Linked DNA regions of Mus musculus: region 2 is linked to region 1. A link is a contact called in public Hi-C data. All regions are on one chromosome and are shown on one strand. The core of a region is the stretch at or near the end of the contact, and the rest is flanking DNA. Distances in the headings are between cores, read along the strand shown. Region 1 has its middle 600 kb from the start of 5031426D15Rik. Region 2 has its middle 69 kb from the start of Gm30904.

Evidence for each region. Hi-C and Micro-C count contacts between places; a contact is called where the count stands out from the background.
Region 2: a Hi-C map of cortical neurons shows a contact between it and region 1, with 3 times the contacts expected there. The contact joins two enhancer-like sites. A contact is called at or near these places in 2 of 484 Hi-C or Micro-C datasets (cerebral cortex and cortical neurons).

What each region holds. Positions count from the first base shown.
Region 1 is chr2:7,527,915-7,532,390 of GRCm38.p6, forward strand. No RefSeq gene overlaps it. Among named protein-coding and RNA genes, the nearest start is that of 5031426D15Rik, 600 kb to the left of the region's middle. Within about 2 kb of position 1,972, at least 30 of the 459 cell types and tissues checked have an H3K27ac peak or open chromatin away from gene starts, as enhancers often do. A contact at or near this core is called in cortical neurons, where this site is marked.
Region 2 is chr2:8,273,895-8,278,101 of GRCm38.p6, forward strand. No RefSeq gene overlaps it. Among named protein-coding and RNA genes, the nearest start is that of Gm30904, 69 kb to the right of the region's middle. Within about 2 kb of position 2,572, at least 10 of the 459 cell types and tissues checked have an H3K27ac peak or open chromatin away from gene starts, as enhancers often do. A contact at or near this core is called in cortical neurons, where this site is marked.

The DNA.
Region 1 (4,476 bases), core at 722-3,221:
TATGATCACATGGCAGAGAAGAGATCTCAACAGGTGTCTGTAGGGTTTCAGCTCTGAGCTCTTTGTGACAACAGAAGACATTTGACAATGCCAATTCTGTAAGCTAATATTTATCAAACAGTTTTTGAGTGCTGGACTCGCCTGTTGAGATTTTACTTGCATCTAATGATTTTATCTGCTGTTTATGTTGTTGCTGCTTATGTTTACTTTGTTTTTGTTGTGGTTTGAATGATGAATGTTGGCCTTAGTTTCATGTATTTAAATACTTGGTATCCAGTTGCTCTTTCTGCTGCTAGTGCTGCTACTTAAGGAGGGTATGGTACTTTCAGCACTTATGGAGTGCTGAGGGAGCCTTAATGGAGGAAGTGAATCATTCAGAGTGAGCTTTGTATGTATATAGCTAAAGACAGTTTTAGTTTATTCTTTTTTATTTAAATTATTTTATTTATTTATATTCCAGTAGCTGCTCCCCTCCCTCCACCTGCCACAGTTCCTCATCTTATTCCTCCTCCCCCTTGCCTCAGAGAAGCAAGTTGCTCCCCCACTACCAGGCCTCCTCCTTCCCTGGGGCCTCAAGGCTCTCAAGGATTAAGTGACCTTCTCCCACTGAGGCCAGATCAGGTAGACCTCTGCTGTATATGTGACAGGGGCCTCAGATCAGCCCATGTATGCTGTCTGGTTTGTGACTCAGTCTCTGGGAACTCCCAGGGATCTGGGTTAGTTGAGATAGCTGATCTTCTGATTCCTTGGATATGTGTGTGTGTGTGTGTGTGTGTATGACCTTAGCTAAAATGCCCAACAATGGGGAAAGAGACCACCTCCAGTAGATAGACAGAATCTCAAATAGAGGGAAAGGGTTACTAACCCACAGTCAAAATTCCTGAACCAGAATTGCTCCTGCCTATTTGATTCTTTTTTTTTTTTTAAGACAATAGATTTATTCTGGGCATAATCTTAACATAAAGTATAGCTTCTCAAAATTCATATGCCATGGGATAAAATTTTAAGGATTTCCATTCTATGCAAACACCTAGCTTTAATCACTGAAAAGGTAAAATGAAAACTGTTTTAGTCCAGTCTATTCTGCAAAAACAATGATAAGCATTTTAAAAGTGGTCTACAAAAATACAAAAACATCCATGAATACCTGATTTTTGTAGGGTCTGCTTTTGAAAATTAGTTTTGCATTAGTGTTTAATATAGTATTTGATAAAGAAAAATGTATAATATTTGTTGTGGCTCTATTTTGAGACAGAATTTCACTATGTTTCTTTGACTGGGTTGGAACTCTAGAATTTGTGTTTTCCCTAAGCTTTTTGAAACATGGGACTATGGGGACCCAACAGAGATACAATTCTACCCATGTCATTGCTGTACCAAAGAATCCTTAGAGAAATGAAAAAACAAAAAAAATCAAAAAAAAAAAAAAAAAAACCCTCAAGGTGGATTTGCTAGAATCCTAAGAAGGGTGTCTCTCAGTGAAGCTAATTAGGAGGCAGTGGCTTTCTGTTATTCTAAGTGCAAAAGTTTGTAAGAATAGAGCTTGAGCCAAATAGGAAGCTTCGAGTTCATTGCGCAAGAGTGGTCATAAGGATCAGAGAGTTAAGACTATAGGGACAATTACTTAACTAACAGCATACTCAGCTAACATGGAGCCTTGGGTAGGATAGGTGTCTTCCTCAAATGCTGTTCCATTCCCAGCTAGGCATCTGCTTTGGTGGGAGAGCCAGTGGAGGAGAGTTCCCACCTGATGTACAAATGGGGGCAGAGTGGGCAAGGAGGAGGACATGACTTCGATCCTCTGGGCACTGTGAGCTCCTACTGCTCCCGAGAGGGGACTTCCAGCTTTCTTACTTTCCCAATAGTGACTCGCTATTCATGGACAAAAGCATGAGTCAGCATGTCTGTGTCTTGCCAGACGATTTCTGTGTTTATACATCCATATGCTGTAGTGCCTCTCTGTAACTCAGCTCATCTCTCAGCCCTCAGCCACAAGGATCCTGAACAGAGCCCTCCTCCTCTCTCTGCTCCTGAGTACAGATCCATCTTCCTCTGAGAGAGCCACGCAGCTCCAAATACAATTGATTCTAAGAGAAAATTGCCCACCTTTTAGAGTAAATAAAGTTGAGAACGGGGCTGAGCAACTTCATTTCCACTTCCTAGCAGAGCGACTGAAGGCTGAGCTTCCTTCGACTTCAATTGCTCTCCTGAGAAAGTTTTTATTTAGCTTAACAGAAGAAAGCACAGTTTCTAGACCATAGAGGAGGAAAAAAAAAAAAAAAAAAAAAAAAAAGAACATTTCAACTTTGAATTAAAATCTCTCTCTCTCTCTCTCTCTCTCTCTCTCTCTCTCTCTGTCTGTCTTCCTGTTTCTGTCTCTGCCATACTCTTTCCCTGCCTTTCCTTGTATTATTACCAATAGTCAATTATAGCATTATGAACTGTCAACATAATAGATAGAAGTGTGCCATATAAATGACAAGAGAAAAGAATAGGGACAGAACGAAAGGCTCTGAAATATCTCTCTGAAGGCACGTTTGTAAATGACAGAGGAAGCGTTCACAGAGAAGATGGCAGACAAAACCCCAGGACCCTGTGAGGTAAAGACTGCACCTTATTTTCTGTAGAAACTGATGTTTGTGCGCCAGTGAGCAAAGAGGCTAACAAAAAGACACATTGAGTAATGGCCCTCAGATGTCTGTCCTTTGTGTGGCACATGTTGGATGTTACATAAAGCGCTCCTCCCTTTGCCCTCCTACAGGCTTGATATTTCTTTCTTTCTTTTCTTTTCCCTTTTCAAGGATTAAAGGAGACCATCCTACGTGGAGCTGTCAGGCATCAGTCAATGTGGGTTGAAATTAACCACAGAGAGTGACGCCCAACTGGGTTTAATCTGAAGGGAAAACGAAGACACTGTACTCACAAGAAGTTTAAATAATAGCATCTACATTATTTATATCCCCAGGCTTTAATCCAAATAACCAATGGAACAAGAAAAATAAAAAGAATAAAAGGTTGTACACAGTGTTTTGTGCAGTATAGGTGTCTCAAACTAATGAGCCTTCTGGATCCTCGTGCGCTTCTGAATATCACCAGGGGTGATTATAGCTTGCAAAAAAATAGACCAAAAAAAGGCATGCCTTCCTATGTCTTGGGCTGTAATTAAAGCCACAAGCCATCAGAAAGCAAAGAGGCCAGCTGCAGCCTTAAAACCTTTAGCACCCTGGCATTAAAAATAGATTACAGCACAAAATATGTACCCAAAATAATACCAATAAAAAATTTGCACATTTGATTACTATAATTGATTTTTTTCCTTCTAGATATGAATAAATGACCCAGGCTAAATGCCAGTTCCTTGCAAAGAATTTCATTTAAGCTTCACTGAATTGAAAAGGCTCAACCAGACTCAACATTTCCAACTTCCTAGCAAGTAGCAGAAAATCTACCTGACAGTTGCTATGGAAACACGAACAGGAAGAGTGAACCACCAGCCTATAAATCCACAGAGAAACCTTTCTTAATTGGAAGGCCTTTAACCCACACATTTTTCTCATAGCTGCAGAGCTTATTTCTAAAGAGATTATTAAATTCCTCAATTGACTTATGAAGGATGCTTCCCACTATATTACTGTGCTTTGGGTTGCTCATTCTTTATATCTGTTTCCAAAATTACAAAGCAGACCAGGGATAATAAAAGTTAACACAGATGTTTCAACGAAAAATCCATACGATGTTCCGAAAATAACTTCAGAGGCAACTCTGAACACAAAGGAGTCCTGCATGGGTACCAAGATGGGTTGCTGCATTTTGTTTCCAAACCATATGTAAGACACTGAAGGTTTTCAATCCTGCCTGCATCTGCCATGTTACCATAAAAGAAAAATCCTGGTCACACATCGTGATGTTGAAGAAAGCTGCCTGAATTGCAGAAACGAATAAATGAGGTTATGGGATGGGCTACTTTTATACTCACTCCTGACATTTTAGAAAGTTGCTCCTTAGCAGGAATTAGCAAATGCTACTAGCATGTGACTGACCCAAAGAAGAAGCACACAAGTACCACCTAATGTCTCCATGAATTTTAATTGTACTGGCATAGTTTAGTTAATCCATTATGTGATGGAGTTTTTAATATGATATATAGGAGAGGGCAGAGTTATAAGAGAAAACATAGACTATACATACCTGATCAAATCCACACAGGTCCTCCCTGATTTTGTAAGCAGTGTCCCTCCTCCCAGTTCTATTGCTTTCAAGTTGTATCCCGGAGGGGTCCTTAGGTATCTTTATTAATGGCTTTCTTTTCCTGTTGGATTCTCTTCCTAATTACTCCATTTATGTCTTTATTTAGTTTTGTCTCATCACTAGCATTTGTTTCTGCTGTGGTGGTGCTGGAGAGGTGGCTAAGTGGGTAGGCAGGAGCCACCCGCAAGTACAAGGACCCGAGTTCAAATTAGGAAACAACAATGTAGA
Region 2 (4,207 bases), core at 1,322-3,821, 750 kb after region 1:
GAAGAAAGACAGAATTTTCAACAATTGGTGCTGGCACAACTGGTTGTTATCGTGTAGAAGAATGCGAATCGATCCATACTTATCTCCTTGTACTAAGGTCAAATCTAAGTGGATCAAGGAACTTCACATAAAACCAGAGACACTGAAACTTATAGAGGAGAAAGTGGGGAAAAGCCTTGAAGATATGGGCACAGGGGAAATTTTCCTGAACAGAACATCAATGGCTTGTGCTGTAAGATCGAGAATTGACAAATGGGACCTAATGAAACTCCAAAGTTTCTACAAGGCAAAAGACACCGTCAATAAGACAAAACGACCACCAACAGATTGGGAAAGGATTTTTACCTATCCTAAATCAGATAGGGGACTAATATCCAACATATATAAAGAACTCAAGAAGGTGGACTTCAGAAAATCAAATAACCCCATTAAAAAATGGGGCTCAGAACTGAACAAAGAATTCTCACCTGAGGAATACCGAATGGCAGAGAAGCACCTGAAAAAATGTTCAACATCCTTAATCATCAGGGAAATGCAAATCAAAACAACCCTGAGATTCCACCTCACACCAGTCAGAATGGCTAAGATCAAAAATTCAGGTGACAGCAGATGATGGCGTGGATGTGGAGAAAGAGGAACACTCCTCCATTGTTGGTGGGATTGCAGGCTTGTACAACCACTCTGGAAATCAGTCTGGCAATTCCTCAGAAAATTGGACATAGTACTACTGGAGGATCCAGCTATACCTCTCCTGGGCATATATCCAGAAGATGCCCCAACTGGTAAGAAGGACACATGCTCCACTATGTTCATAGCAGCCTTATTTATAATAGCCAGAAGCTGGAAAGAACCCAGATGCCCCTCAACAGAGGAATGGATACAGAAAATGTGGTACATCTACACAATGGAGTACTACTCAGCTATTAAAAAGAATGAATTTATGAAATTCCTAGCCAAATGGATGGACCTGGAGGGCATCATCCTGAGTGAGGTAACACATTCACAAAGGAACTCACACAATATGTACTCACTGATAAGTGGATATTAGCCCCAAACCTAGGATACCCAAGATATAAGATACAATTTCCTAAACACATGAAACTCAAGAAAAATGAAGACTGAAGTGTGGACACTATGCCCCTCCTTAGAATTGGGAACAAAACACCCATGGAAGGAGTTACAAAGACAAAGTTTGGAGCTGAGATGAAAGGATGGACCATGTAGAGACTGCCATATCCAGGGATCCATCCCATAATCAGCATCCAAATGCTGATACCATTGCATATACTAGCAAGATATTATCGAAAGGACCCAGATGTAGCTGTCTCTTGTGAGACTATGCCGGGGCCTAGCAAACACAGAAGTGGATGCTCACAGTCAGCTAATGGATGGATCACAGGGTTTCCAATGGAGGAGCTAGAGAAAGTAGCCAAGGATCTAAAGGGATCTGCAACCCTATAGGTGGAACAACATTATGAACTAACCAGTACCCCGGAGCTCTTGACTCTAGCTGCATATGTATCAAAAGATGGCCTAGTCGGCCATCACTGGAAAGAGAGGCCCATTGGACACGCAAACTTTATATGCCCCAGTACAGGGGAATGCCAGGGCCAAAAAGGGGGAGTGGGTGGGTAGGGGAGTGGGGGTGGGTGGGTATGGGGGACTTTTGGTATAGCATTGGAAATGTAAATGAGCTAAATACCTAATTAAAAATGGAAAAAAAATCTAGCACTTTCTCTGAAGCAATGCAGCTAGTAATACTAGTAATAGTCAAATTAAGATAAAGGCTCAGGCTGAATAGACTATCTAAAATATGTTAGCTCTCTAGTTTTCATGGAGTTCAGGAAGTAAAACACATTCAAATGTTTCATCCTTCTCAGGATGAGGATTTTTAAAAAAGGGATTATATACTCACACATCCTTCAGTGAATACATTGTGGTTAGCTTAATAATGTTGAAAATTTTACTGACATGGCAGGAAATTCATTGACTGTCTACTAGACTATTGCTGGCCACTCCAGTGCACTTTACCCCACAGTACTGAGGGGACACTAGCAGAATCACTTTGCTGATGGTAAAATCAAAGTTAGAACAGTTATGTAATTTTTAAGACCACATTGTACCTAGTTTTGGAGCTGGAATTTGAAGCCAAGTCTGACTATATAATTTAAATCTGCAAAAAAAAAAAAAAAAAAAAAAAGCACAGATGTCATGTACATCTCTGAATGTTATAGAGATCTTTTTATGTTTCTTGCCTAGGATCCAGCCATCCCACACTCTGATTATTATGATCTCAGGATGATGGTCTTTATTTTAAATAAACAGCTCCTTTTAGATTTAGGACAGTTAGCATCAAAGAGGCAGATGGTTCTTCTGCCATTAGTGTCCATCTAAAGAGGAAAAGAACATAATATACCCTGTATTAGCCACACCATGACTCACCATCGCAGACATCCATTTGCAACTTTCTTCCTCCCCTCCACATATATTAATACATTCTGGTTACCTGCTTATGTGCAGCATCAGTAAAGAAAATGACATATTTTTAAAAGAGTTGGGGAATTATGAAGAGATGCATCACCTCTTAGTCTTGCCTGACTCATTACACAAAACTTCTTTTCAATGACTCACTCACAAGGACAGTAAAAAAGACTTTGTTCCTCACATAACACTTTCTTGAATAAGTACCAGCTCCACTGTCTGTTGGTTGAAGACAAAGAGAGGTATTAGCATGCTTCAAGTGGTCACACCAGTCTTGGCCCAGTTACAACAACCTCATGGTCATTTCTAAAGCCTGAAGATCTAAGCTCACAGCTGACATTTAAGACAACTTCTGTATCCATTGTTCAGTAATAGAAGATTGTCAGAGAAGATACTTAGTGCAGGCTCCTTCCTGGCCCAACATTTCCCATATTCTGCACACACCATATTCACCTGACATGTGACAGTATGGGACTGATTACAATAGGACATGGTTAGTGATTGTGACCCAGATGTCTGACCCCAGTTTTGTTGCCATACACCAAAAGAAAAGTCCTTTTGATATGAATCTGAAATCTCTAAAAGAAAAGGCAACCTCTAAAGTGTGAGGAAGGCAGTGCAGTAAAGTAGTTCACATTGTGCAAGCATAAGGACCTGAGTTACATCTCAAGGTCCACAGAAAAGTGGGCCATGGCAGTGAGATGGTAAAAACCCAGTGCTAGGACCCAGTCTAGCCAGAATCAGTGAGAGACCCTGTCTTAAAAAATAAGATGGAGTGCTATTGAGGAAGATATCTTGTGTCAAACTCTTATTTCCACACTCACATAAATATATCTATATGCACCCACCGCACTTCCATACATGTGGCTACACATGTGAACACTTATATGGTGCAAAGACACACACACACACACACACACACACACACACACACACACACACACACACAAACACACACACACACAGAGGGAGAGAGAGAGAGAGAGAGAGAGAGAGAGAGAGAGAGAGAGAGAGAGAGAGAGAGGACAAAGTCCAAGTTAGTGTTGGTACTATGACCTTCCTGCTCTCTTCCCAAGTCTGAGAATCTCAGGATCTGATTGTGAAGAAAGATGCCTCAGTAAGAGACCTGCTGTACAGAAATGCCTGCTAATGGGAGGAAAGTCGCTTGGTCTTGCGAAGATTATATGTCCCAGTACAGGGGAATGCCAGGACCTTGAAGCAGGAGTAGGTGGGTTGGGAAGCAGGGTAGGAAGAGGGTATAGGGGACTTTCAGAGAGGAAACTAGGAAAGGGGATAGCGTTTGAAATGTAAATGAAGAAAATATCTAATTTAAAAGAAAGAAAGAAAGAAAAGAAATGCCTGGTAAATCTTACAATTCCCCTTGTGGAAGAAACTTCCTTTTTTTTTCTCTTTCACTGTGAGAGGAGCTTCTTGTTCCATGCAAAGGATGAGCTCGATCATATCAGTCTTGCTAAAGCACTAATGTCTTTTCTTCATGCTCTTTTACTGATTTTAAAACATAAAGTTTGGGTCACTGAGAGTGTTTTTCTAAAGGTCTTTTATTTGTAGCTTTAGCTTCTGTCCATGAGTTGGACATGTTTCCTCTTGCAAGTGCTACCTGTCTTTGCCTTATAGAAGCCTAAAAGCAATGGGAAATCTTTGCCATTACTGTAATGTAATGTGCCAGAATAAAACTTTTTTTGCAAGAATATAAAGTATTTTCATA